Regions from separate parts of the Zea mays genome. Here region 1 is linked to region 2. The links are chromatin contacts, called in public Hi-C maps. All regions are on one chromosome and are shown on one strand. Each heading gives the region's core, a stretch centred on a gene start, on an enhancer-like site or on the middle of the called end of the contact. The rest is flanking DNA. Distances are from core to core; before and after follow the strand shown. Region 1 holds the start of LOC103641376 (Embryonic flower 1-like protein). Region 2 holds the start of LOC103642611 (cell division control protein 48 homolog C).

Evidence for each region. Hi-C and Micro-C count contacts between places; a contact is called where the count stands out from the background.
Region 1: a Hi-C map of tassel shows a contact between it and region 2, with 4 times the contacts expected there. The contact joins the promoter of LOC103641376 here to the promoter of LOC103642611 in region 2. A contact is called at or near these places in 5 of 25 Hi-C or Micro-C datasets (ear, endosperm, leaf and 1 more).

What each region holds. Positions count from the first base shown.
Region 1 is chr10:90,880,553-90,884,794 of Zm-B73-REFERENCE-NAM-5.0, reverse strand. It overlaps LOC103641376 (Embryonic flower 1-like protein), which reads right to left and starts at 2,642. Exons shown (of 5, transcript XM_008664727.3): 1 at 1-2,642.
Region 2 is chr10:90,655,691-90,660,038 of Zm-B73-REFERENCE-NAM-5.0, reverse strand. It overlaps LOC103642611 (cell division control protein 48 homolog C), which reads right to left and starts at 2,076. Exons shown (of 3, transcript XM_020545413.1): 1 at 2,049-2,076; 2 at 1,626-1,693; 3 at 746-1,549. The coding sequence starts at 2,076. The coding sequence ends at 746.

The DNA.
Region 1 (4,242 bases), core at 1,393-3,892, 220 kb before region 2:
GCTGTTGCCGTCGCGCTGAAGTGGTACTCGTGTGTGGTTGAGCTTGCGCCGGCCTTTGGACGTCCCTCGCTACACACGGGTTCCTGCGGCGGACGTCTTCTCCAGGCCCGGAAGGATGCGGGGAGTGGATCGGTGGCTGGCGGCTGGACAGAGCTCCTTCTAGGCACGGCCGTCGTCGATGGAATCCGCGCGGTCGCCGGGCTATGCTCTCTACGCCGTCGCAACCGCGCTCGGGTTCCTCCCCGTCGCGCCACGGACCAGATCCGCGACTGGGAGTCGAATCCGCCGCGGGTGGGCGCGGAATCGGGCCGGCTGCGGTGGGGAATAGGGCGGGAGCGGCGCGGATAGGGCGGCGGTGGTGAGAGCTGAGCGGAGCGGGGCGGAGCACCGAGGGCTGCGGACGCGAAATGGGGAAAGGGGAATTTCACGCGAGAGCCAGCAGAGAGAGGCGAAGTGGCGAGGGTTTTTCCCTCTTTTTTATTATTTCAGCGTGGGTCCCAGCCCTGAAAACGACGCTGGCCTTAACAATACGCTCTGGATGCCCTAAGCTACGTCTCGGGGCCCACATGCAGCCACAGCACAGCTGACCCCGCCTGGCCCTGGCACAGGAGTCAGGTCGCCCACACGAAGCAAAGCGAGCGACAGCAGCACAGCGACGGCGCGGAAGCCGATGCGCCACACCCAATCCACCCACACACACCCATCCCACTATCTTTCCTTTTATTTATTCATTTATTTATTTATTTATTTATTTCACCGATCGAGCAGCGGCAGGCAAGAGGCACGTTACCACGCAGGATGAAAAGCAAACCCTAATCCTAACCCTAGACGACACTAATTAACCACAGGCTGGTTAACCGCGAGTAACCCTAGCTAACCGGCGGTGGGGGATGGGGGGTGGCCCCGTCCACGCCAGCAATTGAAAGTGCCGTGCCCTGTGTGGGGGAGGGCTTTATTTGGAGCATTCAAAGAGATGGAGGTTGTTGTCATGCTAGCTTTACTGGTGTTTTTTTTCTTTTGATATTGGCTAGCTGCACACAAACAGTAGCGCACCAAGTATACTAGCAACATGAGTCACCATATATCTATCTACTAACTAATATAAAGCGGGAGTTTCTCCCTTGGTACATCCGCTCGACACAACTCCTCCCCTCGTCCTCCACGCGTGTGCTCAACAGAATATCAAAAAAGGCGCACCTACTAGAATTCGAACCACGGTCTCTAGGAACAAAACACTTGCCTCTAACAACTGCAGCTCATGTTGGTTTGTGTTATATAAATTATGAAATCGTATATGATATATAGAAACTATAGCGATGCATATGGGCAACTAACTAGTGTATTTATTAATTGATAGTAGAAGCGGAAAATCTCGCAAATGAACCCCGTACAATGTTTTCTGGAGATATCATCCAAGTATAATATATTGAATTACGTATCGATCCAATGGCTTTAATAGGTAGAGATGGAGATGCATGTAGGTTGGACGAATTCGAGTGAGAACCCTTGATCAACGTCCCGTAGGCGATGGGTAGCTAGATATAACTTAATTAATACTTGCAGAGTTTCAATGAAAGAATCAAAATTTGATTTGAGAATTAAATATAGTCATAGAATTGAAGGCTCATGACGTAGATTTACCTGGATCTGCTAGCTCTATCATATCAATAGTAAGGCATGTTAGCTGGATGCCACCGAAAAAGATAAGATTCGGGGCACTTAATTAATGCCCCACCAACGTCAGATTATATGGCAATGACTGTTTGCAATGTATCTTTTGGGATTAATAGAGAAATGAGTGGGAAAAAGAGTCTTAGTGAAATTAGTATATGGTATTGCCATGACAATTGAATTACGTCTCGATCCACTGGCTATAACGGATAGATGGAGATGTAGGCTAGGTGACTTCATGTGAGGATCCCTGATAAAGCTTCTGTAGGCGATGGGCATATGGCTACATCTAACTTACTTGCTAAGCTTTCACAACGGAATCAAAATTTGATTTCCAAATTAAATATAGTTGCAAGATCTAAGGCATACAACATGGATTTACCTGGATATGTTATTAACTTCATGACATCAACAAGAAGGCATGTTAGCTGGACTACCACTAGGAAAAATTCGGTTGAGGTGCTTAATTAATGACCCTCCAACGTCATGTTAGCTGGCAATGGTTGTTGGCTATGTATCTGACAGCTAGTTTCGATTAACAGAAGAGAGTGGGACAAGAAGTCTTACTGAAATTAACAAGAATGTGTAGAAAGCTGGCTTATGATGTGTGAATTTACTTGGATCTGCTAGCTTTAGGATATCAACCTGGGAGCATGTTAGGTGAACAACCACTAGGAAGTACTAGGTTGGTGCGCTTTAGACTAATGTTCCGCCAACATCAAGTTAGCTAGCAATGATCATTAGCGATGTATATGATAACTAGTTGGGATAAATAGAAGAGGCAAGTGGGGCAGAGAGTATTACTGAAATTATCAATAGTGTATAGAAGCTAACTAATGGTGTGGATTTACCTGTATATGCTATCTTTAGAATATCACCAGGGAGGCATGTTAGTTGGACTGCCACCAGGAAAGATCGGGTATTGGGGTGCTTAATAATAATTGTCCCACCAGCGTAAGGTTAGCTGTAATGACCGTTGGTGGAGTTTCCGACTATTGGGTTTAATAGAGAAGAGGCAAGTGTTGGCCTTACTAAAATTAATAAGGTTGTATAAAAAGTTAACTTATGATGAGGATTTACCTGTATCTAAGCTTTATGATATCAATAATGCAACATGCTTGCTGGACTACCACTAGATAAAGATCGAGTTGTGGTGACTAAGCAATGTCTGCTAGCACCCTTAGGTTAGCTGGCAATAACATTTGGTGACATATTTGACAACTACGGTTACAAAAAAGACAAGTGGGATAGGGAATCCTACTGAAATTAACATGGGTGTATAGAAGCTGGCTTATGCTGTGAATTTGTCTATATCTTCCAACTTGCCGATATCAATACCGAGTCATGCTGACTAGTTAAACCACCACTAAAAAAGATTGAGTTGGAGTGCCTACTCCATATAATGCCAGTGTGAGAGTTAATTACTCATAGTCAGATAGTGGAAACATATTGGTAGTTGAGATGATTTTTGGAGACATACTGATAGTGGAGATGGAAGAGCGATGGAGTGGTGAAACTAAATGATGTTAATTACAAATAAGAGTGTGTATAGAAGCTGGAAAATTGACGATGGATGTATAATTTTGATGAGAGGAGCATAAATTGTATTGATAAGGAAAGGTAGGGTGGTAGAGAGAATAGGGAGGACTATGGCTAAAAGGAATAAATTGCTCTAGCTAGATGATAGGATATAAGATCCAACAATTAAACATGAATGTATTATGCAAATCTCAAAAAATTTGATTTGAAAAAAAGAAGCAAAATTTACCTCATAAATAAATGGACACCTAAGTTAAGAAGTTTATATGAAGGACTAAAAGACTTATTTGAATGAATGACTTGGTTTTTAGCGGTAACTAAAACTAACAATCAGCAATGCATTTAAACTACTAGAACGTTAGTTTGTTTTTTTTTCCTTTACACACACACATATACATATACATACATATATATTTGCAAATAAAATTATATTAATTTACACTGTTTGGCTATAGATTTGGTTCAACTTTTTTTGATTATTTTAAAGAAATATGTTCGTTTAATAACTAGCAAAATACACAATCCTATTATAGACAAATTCGTTTATCACTTTCTTATATATATTCTTCGGCGCGGCGCATGCATAACTGCACATTTTGTTCTTATCTTATGCTACGTTGCGCACTGAAGCGTGTTGTGTGGATCCATTGATAGAACTACTACTCCAAGCAAGGTATCTTTTTTTTTTGTTGCAAATAATCTTGCCTTTCTACTTTTCATCTTTACTCATATTAATTGTGTCATAGAAAATATATATAGTTATGGATTAAGCTAGGATTGTAAACTGGCCTATTTATTAATAATAGTTGTTTTTTCGTTCACGTTCTGAATGCATGGAGAGACGATATGCATGCAATTGTACTAAATATATATTATGTATTTTTTAACATATTGGGAGGAGTTTGGGACATGCTGCACGCATCTACTACATATATATACATTGTATTGTTTGCTTGATCGATTTATTTATACACACAGTATAAGTTAATGCACAATCATCTATTTAGTTTTGGGCTAGCTATATATATATAT
Region 2 (4,348 bases), core at 827-3,326:
TCAATTTGAAGAAACCTCTCTATGAAAAAAGTAGAATCGGAAAGTTTTAAATGCCAAATATAAAGTAATAAAATCATGATGCTACACAATATTTGAGTATGGCATGCAAGATAACATAAGTTTTTCAAACCTTTGTTAGAGCTGATGAGTGTAGCAATATAAACTGAATTTATTGTTTCTTTTTCTCAGAATGGAAAGGACCACAGGGTTGAATTGATTTATGCTGGTAGGTCAAGTATTAGAACTTTGATGGAAGAAGAGATGGCCAACAACACACAACCCTTGAAGCAAGCACAAAGCAATGTCGCTGGGATATGCTCTGAAGATATTGATCTAAACTTGGGTGGAAGTCTCATGGAAATCTACAGATCTCATACTGAAGACCAAGAAACCAGGAGGTCGATTGAGTCAGGTCGTAGTTCCATTTCGACTGACGAAGAGAAGAATACTGACCCTCCTTCTCATCACTATCAGATCCCATCTAGTATCCAGAGAGCTCTAGAAGATGTTGCTGAAGCAGTTATAAGGCATCAATCTGCAAACAAAAAATACATAAACAACAGTGATGAAACTAGGTCCAGAGAATTCATTGATGCCCTATAGCTACTGAGCTCAAACAAGAAATTGTTTCTGATGCTTATGCAAGATCCAATCTCTAGGTTGTTAGAATGTCTCCAAAACCTTTACATGTCACTAGCAGCCTAAACTCGTTTGTCCAGATACTCTTATACGAGCAAAGCATGCTTTATCCCCGATTATTATGATGCCAGGAATCAGAGAACATACCAGACACCCCAGATACGACTTCCGGTGCAGAGATCTTGTAGAACAGCACGCCAGTCACATTATCAATGGCATGGGCAAGGGTGGTCTTTCCACAGCCGGGCAGTCCGTGCAGCAGTAGCCCCGCGATAGGCCTAACGCCAAGGCGATGCGGTATCTCCGGATGGCACATGGGCATGACCACCTCCATCATGAGTTCCTCGATCACCGCCTCCATCCCGCCGAGGTCAGCGAACCTGGGCCCCTTGTCCCCTCTACCGAACCCTTCAGAAGCCGGGGTGGCCTCCGGCTTGGCATCGCCTCTGCCGCCGCTGTCGGCCGTGATGAGGCGGCGCGGTTTCTCCGCCGCGACCTCGATCTCCAGCTGCTGGCTCCGCTTGGGCGTCTGCGCGGCATACTGGGAGCAAAGCATGGACTTGGTGACGTCGTAGGCGGGGGCTGGTGGCGACGGGTGGGCAGCGGCATCGGATACGGAGGTGGATGAGGAGGCGGTGGTGGCGTGGGCGTCGTGGTGGCCGCGGCGGCGGGAGCCGGAGGAGCCGTCGTCGGAGGAGTCAGAGGAGGATGGGGAGGGGATGGGGATGGAGGTGAGAGCGCGGCGGACGGAGGCGATGCCAAGCCGGAGGCCGGCCCGGCTTCTGAAGGGTTGGGCGCGCGGCTGGGGACGACGTTGGGGGCCGGCCGGCTTGGGAGCGCGGCTAGGGATGACGGTTTGGCGGCCGGCCTGCTTGGCCGCGCGGCTGGGACGGCGGTTGCGGCCGGCCGGCTAGGGCGCGCGACTGTGGACGGCGATTGGCGGCGGCGGCATCAATTTTTGGGTGGCGCGCGGCGGCTGGAATTACTGGAAGGGAGATAGGGTTTTGGGCTGCGGCGACGCGGCTGGTATTTGGGCCAGCAACTAATTTGCGCGCTGCACATGTTTTTTTGGTGACTGACAGTGAGATGCTATAGGTATGAATTGCCGACTGACAAAGTGACACTATTCACATATAAATATAACGACTAACACTCAGTTGGAATATAGACATATGCCGACTCACCATCTGTGGCAATGTATACCGACTAACAATTTGATGCTAATTCTCTATTTATAGCGACGGTCATCAGACACTAATTTGGTGTTGTGATATAGTGTGTGTATATAGTTATAGCACGTATGTACATGATTAATTATTGGTTGCAAGAAGGTAGAGTGTAGGTGAATAGGCAACCATGGTGGAAAGGAATCGCTCAAGAACAGGTGGGCTACCATCAACAACACACACCTGGCCTGGGGAAAGGAATCGTGGCCATGGTAGCCTGCCAGTGTGGAAGAAGCACCGCTTGGCAGGCGGTGCGCGTAATAGAGTCATCCTAAAACCGGAACTAGATTAAAAGCCAAACACATCAAAATATTATAAAACTCTAGAATAGAGCTACTCTATGATTGAATTGGTTGAGCAGGTCTTGGTGGAGTGGAGCGGTCCCAAACATCTCTAGGACTTGTTTGGGAGCTAGAGGACGTGAGAGAGGCTAAATGTTCTTACTATATACTCTCTTTGTTTTATTTTAGTTGTCGTCGGATAGTACAAAATTGAAGTATCCAGCGACAACTAAAAAGAAACAGATAAAGTATTCACAATTGAATAGTAAAAAGATTTTACCCCTTTTATCCTTCCTCTCAAACAAGATCTAGATAAACCTCGCTACCAAATAAACCCTGGGTTGTCCCGTCTGCACAAGTTTATGATCATTGTTGCTTTCTCGATCAGTCCGCAGATACATCGAATACTAGCAGCAAGCGCACAAATTCGTGTCGGTTCCGTCGGTCTTGGGCCGGCAGGAGTTCACGGCCCGAGGCCCCCGATGGAAGGTCCACTTTGCCTCGCTAAAATACAAGCGTTCTTGGGCCCACATGCTGACACTTCAAATCCTCGCCCGGCGCTTCCCCGCCTCGATCCGAACCAATTAATCGCGTCCTCCTCCACTGCCGGCAGGCGGCAGCGCATCCTTTGCCTGGTGCCACCAGAACCACGCGCCTCCGGCTTTCCCCGTCATCTGCTCCGCCAACGCCCATTCCGCGTATTCTCTGCAGGGTGGGCGAAAGCTAGCGGGCTGATTCTCCGTCTTCCTCCTCATGGCGCTCGGGCAAGACCGACCAGACCCGCGACCACGAAGTCGTCTTCTTCCTCAGGAGCTGGCCCCGACCCGCTTCTGGAGGGCTCTGTCGAGTGTGGAATCGATCGGAGTGAACCACAATGAATGAATGTGATGTGTCGCCTGAGGTGATTCTTCATTCATTCCTCCCCTCACCTGCTAGCTACTTGATCCGATGCATCTCAAGCTGCTCACCGACTTCTGCATCGATCACGCTGTTTTTTTTTCTTTTTTTCTCAACAGATGGTCAGCTATTTTGTTGCTTGAGGTGGTGTGTTAGCAACCAGTCTGCTAACAGGGATACGCACACGAACTGGAGAAGAGGAAGAGAGGGATACGGAGGAATTGGGAACGTTCTCCCGAGATAGATTAGGGTATTCAGATAGATGTTTTCTTACATGACAAGTTCTAACTCTCTCCCCTTATAGCATATAAGAACGCTACAGTTAACTACGCCACTATGGGCCGGCAAAGCGAACGCTGGGCCTCCTGGCGCGGCGGCCCATCTCCCTTGGCGCTCGCCCCTTCTGCATGTCTTGCTCGTGCTCACTGGTATCCTGAGTACGGGGGCTGACATCCCCCCTCCTTGAAACGACGCTTGCCCCCAAGCGGCCGCGGCCGGAAACTTCATCCTCAGCGGGGCTTCATCTTCCCAGGACGCCAGAGATGTGTCCATGCCAGACCAACGAACCAGCACCTGTGCCACTGATGATCACCCTCTAGAGACAGAGCGACGGTCTAGAATCTACGCTGGAAATTGCAGAGCCAGGTCTGTTGTAGGGACATGAGCACTAACTGGTGTTGAAGGACTGATGTACTTTTTCAATTGAGAAACATGGAATACAGGATGGATATTTGAATCTTCTGGGAGCTTCAGCTTATAAGCGACTGGACCCACACGCTGCAGGATCTCAAAGGGACCAAAGAACTTGAAGCTAAGTTTATGGCAAGCACGAGGCGCAACCGATCCTTGCACATACGGCTGTAGCTTGACGAACACGAGGTCGCCCATTGCAAATTCTCGCTCTGAACGGCCCTTGTCAGCTTGATGTTTCATGCGTTGCTTGGCCCTCAACACGTTGTGCTTGATGACGCGTAGGATTACCTCGCGTTGGGACAGCCATTCGGACAGGTCAGAGCTGGTGATCGCATCTGCAGGAAGTATTCCCAGGTGACGAGGCGCCCGCCCATACAGTACCTCAAATGGAGACATGCCCAAGGAAGAATGAGGGCAGGTATTGTACCAGAATTCAGCCTGTGGTAACCAGGCGCTCCACTTGTTCGGACAGGAATGAACAAAACTGCGGAGAAATGTTTCAAGACATTGGTTGACCCTCTCGGTTTGTCCATCACTTTGAGGATGATATGCTGTGCTCATTTGGAGTTGTGTGTCTGAAAGGCGAAACAGTTCCTGCCAGAGAGTACTTGT